2 separate regions of the Mus musculus genome follow, and region 1 is linked to region 2. The links are chromatin contacts, called in public promoter capture Hi-C maps. All regions are on one chromosome and are shown on one strand. The core of a region is the stretch at or near the end of the contact, and the rest is flanking DNA. Distances in the headings are between cores, read along the strand shown.

Region 1 (4,248 bases), core at 845-3,344, 72 kb before region 2:
TACTAATTGAATAAGTCGATGTGCTCTTGAGCTGGTCAATAGTTTATAATAGTTAATAGCTAAGCATGAGAAGATCATGAAAACGGTGGTTCCCTAGAAACTCGTCACTAGAAAACAGACGCGCACACAGCATGTAATCTCTTACAGTAACTGTAAAAGAACAAAAGAATGATATGAAACTCAGAAATTATTGGAACCACATAGAATAGACTAAAATTTATGTAGAATTGTTTCATAAGAGACATGCCCTAAATAGCTTGGCTGACTATGTCCTCTGCAGGACCTTAAATGCTGGGGGCACCAAGGAACAGAAAAAAAAAAACTTGGTGAAGTTGTCTAGTTTATATAAAAAAGTCTATTTTGGAGCAGAAGTTAAGTGAGAGATGATAGTAGTTGAGCAATTTAGTGAAGAGCAAACGCAGGTATTAAATCCTTTGAAGTTCAGGTTGCGGAGTTATTATACATACATATGTGTAATATATTTACATACACATTACTATCCTAGGTCTAAGTTACTCTTGGGTAGAAACCAATTTGTTAGATTTCTTTATTTTTCCCCAAGTGCTATTCTTCAGTAATATGGGCCCTGCCTGTACTTAGGCAATACTTAATAACACACTTAGGTAATGGGGTCTTTCTGTCACAAAGTTAAGAGTAAATGATCCTGATGTCTTGCAAGCAATATTTTCATTTCCTCCCTACTTCTAAACAGATTTTCTAGGTAAGGCCCGGCTTTTATTAACTATGCTATGGTTAGTGTTAAATTGATCATGTCATGAACTCTGATTTTTCTTTTCCTACCAGGTAAGTTTACCTACAAACATTTTTTATAGAATGCAGAGCTCCACGAACTGATTCAACATTGCGTATTTTTAAATGCCTCCTGTGTTTTGGGACTGAGCTTGGTGATCACATAGCGGGGAGAGATATTTTGTTAAGTCCAAGCATGAGACATAGAGAGACTTTGACTTCTTTTCAAAACCTCCCCTTTAACCTGGGGTAATAAGCAAAGCCATGGCACCAAAGAAATGAACAGACGTCCCTTGTCATTGCCATGGGAATGATGTAATCAAAACAGAGACACTTGGCTTCAGATTTTTTCAGGGATCCTATGTACTTCCAAATTTGCTTTCTATCAGCTTGCTTTGGGGCAGAATCCTAACAGATCATAAAATCGTTTTCACGTAGGAAACCTTTGGACGTTTATAAGAAGCCGTCAGGAAAATGTTTTTTCCAGGGTGACCACGGCTTTGATAACAAGGTCAATAGCATGCAGGTATGTCTACAAAACTGAACTAAATATGAGTTTCATAATTCTCTGGAGGGGATGGAAATCATGGGATTTGTGAAGCTGTAGGATGTTCCGACACAGAAGAGATGCTGTTCATGGAAGCAGAAATGGTTAACTGTATTTCTTTTCTTTTCTTTTGGAAGACTGTTTTTGTAGGTTATGGCCCAACTTTTAAGTACAGGACTAAAGTGCCTCCATTTGAAAACATTGAACTTTATAATGTTATGTGCGGTAAGTCACTTGTTCAATCAAACCCGGTGAAACTTTTGGTCAGTGAATTTCCTTACAGCTAGAGAAAGAAATGAGGTGTCTATTTTCTAAGACCTCTCCCTAAAAAGAAAAAAAAAAGTAACTTGCCCATTGGTTCAAAGGACAGAATGTCACCCCCTTCTAAGGCTTCTTTGTGTTCCTTCAACAGTTGACTAATGGGGAGTTTTCATAGTGTTGGTGTTGGCAGCCTTTGGCTGATCTAACATAGCATTACAGTTTGACACCGTTGGTCGGAGACACGATGAAGCAAGAGTTCCACGCAGACAGAGCGTTCTCCGACCTCCCTCTCTTACATTGCAGCCCAGTGAAAAATTTGCCAGCTTGCATCCCAGCCAGCTATTTATGTGCTCCTAATTATTTTTCTTCCTTGGGCTTCTCATTGCTGAATGAGGACAGCTTTTCCTATTTAGTAAGGGAGTGCCAGTCTGGTGGTTAGAGGGGGAGTCTGAAAGTCGGGTCTCCTGGGTTCTTTTCCCAGGTTGGCTGCTAGCTCTTCACTGTCCTGTCTCTCAGCTTAGGCAAGTCACTGTGTGCCCACTTGGCAACCATTCAGTTGCTGTGAAATCACCCCGTTTATCCCTTGGTGGCCCATCAAGGCTCATCACCAAAGCCTCTTCTTGTCCCCACACTTTTGTGGAGTGCATTGAAGGGCAGGCTGTGGGTATTTATTGATTATGTCTTATTTCAAAATTTGGTTTTTGAAAGTCTTGAAGAAGTCCAGAAGGACAGTGGTCCCAACATTGTCACACACACGTTCCTTCACTCCAGTTTTTTTGGGATGCCTTATTCATGCGCTTGCAGTGAAGAGAAGTGTTATTTCAAGAAGTGTTAGCAGGGCATTGTGAGGTTAGAATGGTTTAGGAGATGTGCAAGGAATGGCTGACGTAATTTAGTTTGTTCTCTTGTGATTTGTGTTCAATATTTATAGGCTCTTGGAAGGTGAAGGGTTTTGATTCTTATCATATCTCATCAGAGAACAAATAAGAAACACTGCATTCTTTTTTTTTCCCTATCAGATCTCCTAGGCTTGAAGCCAGCTCCCAATAATGGAACACATGGAAGTTTGAATCACCTGCTACGCACAAATACCTTTAGGCCAACCCTACCAGAGGAAGTCAGCAGACCCAATTACCCAGGGATTATGTACCTTCAGTCTGATTTTGACCTGGGCTGCACCTGTGATGATAAGGTAGAGCCAAAGGTAGAGATAATCTTTCTGCTTTATCATTGGAAATGTCTGTTTGGTGTATAAAGCATTGTTCAGTAGAACTGTCTCTGATACTAGAGTTGATTTTTGACTCCGACATCTAAAATGGAGCCAGTGACTGAGTATGACTGAGGGTAAAAAAATTTCACTTTATTGTTGTAAATTTAAGTTTAGTATGCTGAATAAGGTTCGTGACTATCATCTTAGACAGTTCAGGTCTGGAGAATGAAGGAGCAAGAATGTTATTTTTCTGAATTCACAATATATAGTCAGAAGCTGGGTCTTTTACGCAATTGTGAATTTCCAGTGATTCATGGTGAGCCGTGAATAATATCAGTGATTGGTTTATAGGTAGCTATGTCAAAGTGGTTTTGAAAGACACTTGAAATGTTAAGGGATTCCAGAGAACTATTTGCAAAACCTGGGCAGGGAAGAAGGGTATCAGTGGGAAATGGGAACTGCTCTGGGGCCTTGCAAGGCCTAAAAGGTGAGGGCAGGTAGAAAATCACTGGGGAGATTGAGAGGAGTGAGGGAGGGAGGAAGGGAGGATGGAAGAGAGAACTGTGCTTGTTAGAAGACTGAAGCCTGAACATTGTGGCTGGTGATCTGGAAGCAGAGCACTCCAGGCTCTACTGCCTCTACTCGGCTCCCACTGCCTTCCATGGTAGAGCCTGACTGTAAGCCAAAGGACAAGGATATTCTTTACTGCAGTCCCTGAAAGTCACCTTTCTAGGTGAGCAGGGTGAGGAAGGTACAGGATGGGTGTCCTTGAAACCACACCACTGCTCGTTTTAGATACAAAACAACAACACAACACAAAACAACAAAACAAAACTCCAAAGTATTAAGCAATAACTTGCTTATTGATTTGTTTTTTAAGTTAAGATTTTTACATCTACCAACCAGTGCTCCTATTAGCAGAAATGAACCAATGTTTCCACAGAACTGAAAAGATGCTTGTGCAAAGCAAAGGTGTCTGTTCATTTTTATATGCTGTTTAATTATAGGTAAAAGGATGATTTTTTTTCTTAGCCTCAGAAAAGTGGATAATAATTTTCCTATTGCACAGTCTCTTTTTCTTACCATTTGTCCCCTCCCAGGATTCTGTGGGGGCATAGGAGCCACAGTTTGGTAGGTTCTAGAGAGAACACATTTCCCCTTCCTCTACCTTTCTGCATTCATCTTCTTCCTACCTTTGCTCTTGATAAGAACCTGAGAGGCTAATGAGTGAAGAGGAGGCAACTCAGAAGCTGGGGTGTGAGGCTGCTCAAACCAATAAAAACCAACTTACTAAGAGGATGGCAAATAGATTTAGAGGACTGCATAGTTACTGTCTATATGTATAGACCTCTAGTATAGACGTATTTTGAGCATATTATTTTGAATATACTGACCAAGTATATTACATAAATTTTGCATTAAAAGATTTCTCAAAACATCTAGTTTCTTTCCCTCCCCATCTTTCTTTTTTAGCTTCGTC
Region 2 (3,977 bases), core at 505-3,004:
ATACCAATATTGATTACATAGTCTGTTATGTTCTGTGCCCCTGGAAACCAACCACAATAGAAGTCAGTAGAACTGTTTTGTATAGTTATCTACAGTAAGCTTGGACCTATCTGAACGGACTATCCAACATACACTGAATCTGTGTATAAGCTTTTAAGGTATAAGGGATAGACCCCAACATAAGAGACACCTGTACTAAGATAAGAAACCATTTGGAATAAGACTTCTATTTTGAGTAGCGGTTCAGTAAAGTTTAAGTTCCCAAGACCTCCCTGGAAACTGACATTCTGGTTGGTAAGTCAAGACATGAATGTTAGACAAGTCCCATCCTTGAAGACAAGTTAGGGCATGCATATAGACAAGGCCTTCTACCACAGTAGTTTGTGTGTTTTGTGAGATAATCCCTGGACCCCAACTAAAAGCATCATATAGGCTAAGCAGTCGCAGTCCAGACTCTTGCTTGTTTAGTGTATAACCATCAGTGAATTGCTCTTGGTCATCTGTGATTCCCACCCTGTGAAGGTAGACTTATGGGGATGACATCACCCTGCAGAGGTCATGAGGAAGAGTTGTATGATTTTGATAACGTGTACAAAAAAGATGTTATGTACTAAAAACATTTTACTAATGTTATTTTTAATCATAATGAAATACTTTTTTATGTTTGTAACTTGTTCTCATGTCTATTCCTATAGTCAATATTTTCCCAAACCAATTCATCATGATTCACTTCTGATGCAGTTAAGTGACTTGATTTAGGTCAGCCAGGAAGTTGAGTACCAAGTTAGGAGCACCAAAATATGAACACAGTTCTCTGTGATTTCAAGGCTCACAGCATTAATGGAGTACTGTCTAGAAGTGGAAATGACCATGTTTTAGCTGTCTAAAATTCCTATCTCTGAACTATAGTAACAATGAATAAAAACTGATTCTGTAGGATAATTCTAAAATCATGGATGTTCTCAACCAGGGATAGGTGTGTGTGCATGTGTGTGTGTGTGTTTGTGAGTGTATGTGTGTGAATGCATGAGTGCTGGAGTGCTGTGTAGTATTAGGGATAAGGTGTGTTTGATGTGATATAGTGACGATATTGTATCTGTGTGTGCTAGATATGGTAAAATAAATGTTAAAAGATGAGTTATGCCTGGACAAGCTGGATAGGAAGGATGAAGATTAGAAGATAAGAAGAATCTTCTTTATCTGGGAAGGAAGGCCTCGGCGATGTCGTTCTAGATGTAGGGAGTTTCTTCCACTTTGCCAGAAAAGGGAGAGTCTGGCTGGATAATGCTAGGGCTGGTGTGATCAGCCAAGTGCATAGCAGGAGTCTATAGTTGGTGAGGTAGAAGGCTATTAGATCAACATTTGTTCTTTAGAAATGTTCATTTGTTATTCTTAGGAGTGCTTTTTACTTCTTCTCCAGAAAACCACAGCTCTGAGTATTACTCTTGAATAATGCCTAACACTCATTTGGCAATGAGTTAGACAGACTGCTGTTACAGATTCAATAAAAAACAGCTTTTTAAAAAACCCTCACACAGCTGCTTGAGGAAACTGATCTCTTTACATGTGGTCTCATCTCCAAAGAAAAAGGAATTAAAAAAAAAAAAAAAGAGTCATCTCCCCAGAGTGGGGAAAAGTAGACATATTTTATTTTGGGTCAAGATTTCATTGACCAAACACCCAATGTTACCAAAGCAGAAGCCCGGTCACAGTAGCTGGAATTCAATAGCTGGCTAATTTTCTTTTCCACAGTTCCCTCAGTGTCTCCAGCTCCACCCTTTCCTACTTGGCCTGTGTTTACAGAGCCTTAGGCACAGTCATGCTGGTTGATTTCATGTAATCATGGTTAAAGGGATCAGCAGCCTGTGTCTAGTTGCCTGGTCAGTCGCTGTTGACTGCTGAGCACTCTGACAGGATCATCTGTGGCCAGGGAGAGAGAATGACATGAAACTAGGCATAAGACCATAAGATGCCATTCAATGTTTGAAGAGAGCGAATGGTCTACGAGCTAGATTACAAAGTCTAGTGCATGAGTACAGGCAGTGAGGTTATATAGGGACTGTGTTTTGAGGAGCAATTCGTCTTTGTAAAGAGAAGCATCCATGGGTTGACTTCAGAAAAATCGGTGCAGTTCAGGAGGATGAAGCTTGGGCCTCTGTCCCAGAAGTAATAGAAATCTAGATGATCTTTTGTTGTTTTGTTTGTTGTTGTTATTAAAGAAAATCTCCAGAGTTGTTATGTTGGCAACTAATTTAAGGTATGTATTTTAATTGTGTTTCTGTAAATAAAAGACATATGTACATTGCATTGCACACATCGTATAGGAAACCACTTTGTAACTTCCAAGGGCAGAGAGATGAGAAGAACAGCAGATACAAAGCAGTTCGGTGAGTGTTTTGATAGGAGAGGCCTAGGTGTCCTTTAAGACTAGTGGCAAGGCCAGAATACGCTGACTAAACAAAGTGGCCTCCAACTTGACCAGAGCTGGATGGGTGAAAGGCAGTACAGTGAGGCAAACCCCAAAGGCTGAGACTGGGGAACCATGGTTCACAGGGTGTCTTAGTCAGTGTTTTAACTGTGACAAAACACCATGACCAAAAAGCAAGTTGGGGAGGAAAGGGTTTATTTGCCTTACACTTCCAGATCATAGTTCATCACTGGAGGAAGTCAGGACAGGAACTCACTCAGGGCTGGAATCTGGAGGCAGGAGCTGATGCGGTGGTCGTGGAGGGGTGCTGCTTACTGGCTTGCTTCCCGTGGCTTGCTCAGCTGCCATTTTCTAAAACCCAGGACTACCAGCCCAGGAATGGCACCACCCTCAATGGTGCCCCATTGATCACTAATTGAGAAAATGCCTTCCAGTTGGACCCAACTGTGGTTCCTTTCTCTGTGATGACTCTAGCTCGTGTCAAGCACACACACACACACACACACACACACACACACACAGAGGCACATACACACACACAAAGGGCTGCTATTTACAATTAGGCAAATGGAGTCTATGGCAAGTTGATTTCTGCCTTTTGTAATCAAAGAATATTGAGATATTAGTATTTTTCTCAGTGATGAAGTCAATAAATGTGATGGCAGGATTGATCAGAGACCACTTAGAACTCACACCGGTAACAGTGGTAACAGTAACTGTGCTTTTTGGCAGCTATTAGCCATTCTGTAAAGGAAGAGAACAAAGAACCTGATGACTTGGTCAATGGCTGACTCAATTGTTGTCATCACAGCTTCTTTTTTGAGTCTGGTCTTCACATAGATCAGGAGCCTTTAGGCTGACTTTATGCTAATGGAATTTGAGACCATTAAAACACTCAACTTTGATTATACATCCTGCCCTCTAACCTAATTCAAGTGGAATGTGGGTACCTTCATGGAGCTTTTTATAAAAGGTGAGGCACCCAGAGGCTGGTGAAGGGCTCATCCTTATAAGGATGGCATGCTGGAGAGTGCATGCGTTAAGGTTGCACGCACACTGAGAGAGTGAAGAACGAATCTTGCTACTAAGTGGAATGACCCAGGACAGAGTCAGAACAAGGATGCTACTTCAACATGGTAGGAAACCATGGGATGTTGGACTCAAAAGACTTGAGATCATAAAAGTCCTGGGGGAAAAAAGGAGAGAAATGGTTTCACCCTAAGGGACTCTCAAGAACCTTCATAACTAAACACAAAAGATACCTTTTGGGGTCAAGACTATTGTTAGATATAGGGTAAAAGTTAGTGGAAATTTGATGCTCGTCATACATGTCTGCATCCTGCTTTTGATGACTGCATGGCACTTCTGTAGGAGAATGCCCCTGCTACTAGGATTCCACACTCAGCATGTGGTTGAGGCATCATGCCTACACTGACTTCAATTGAGCTGTTAAAAGTCTTTACTGTAGCAGACGATATGGGTCCTTGGGTAAAGCACCCATTCTGACAACCTGAATTCCATCCCCAGGACCCACTTTGTGGAAGAACAA

Evidence for each region. Capture Hi-C pulls out chosen DNA fragments and counts their contacts.
Region 1: a promoter capture Hi-C map of adipose tissue shows a contact between it and region 2. The contact joins two enhancer-like sites. A contact is called at or near these places in 5 of 484 Hi-C or Micro-C datasets (the C2C12 cell line, embryonic fibroblasts, muscle stem cells and 1 more), 1 of 115 datasets of contacts at active chromatin or transcription factors (a colorectal cancer cell line) and 3 of 9 other capture datasets (adipose tissue, liver and pancreatic islet).

The regions. Positions count from the first base shown.
Region 1 is chr15:54,861,012-54,865,259 of GRCm38.p6, reverse strand. Enpp2 (ectonucleotide pyrophosphatase/phosphodiesterase 2) reads left to right here. Exons shown (of 25, transcript NM_015744.4): 16 at 1,189-1,276; 17 at 1,435-1,522; 18 at 2,578-2,762. Among named protein-coding and RNA genes, the nearest start is that of Enpp2, 57 kb to the left of the region's middle. Within about 2 kb of position 2,094, at least 15 of the 459 cell types and tissues checked have an H3K27ac peak or open chromatin away from gene starts, as enhancers often do. A contact at or near this core is called in adipose tissue, where this site is marked.
Region 2 is chr15:54,789,263-54,793,239 of GRCm38.p6, reverse strand. No RefSeq gene overlaps it. Among named protein-coding and RNA genes, the nearest start is that of Ccn3, 45 kb to the right of the region's middle. Within about 2 kb of position 1,754, at least 17 of the 459 cell types and tissues checked have an H3K27ac peak or open chromatin away from gene starts, as enhancers often do. A contact at or near this core is called in adipose tissue, where this site is marked.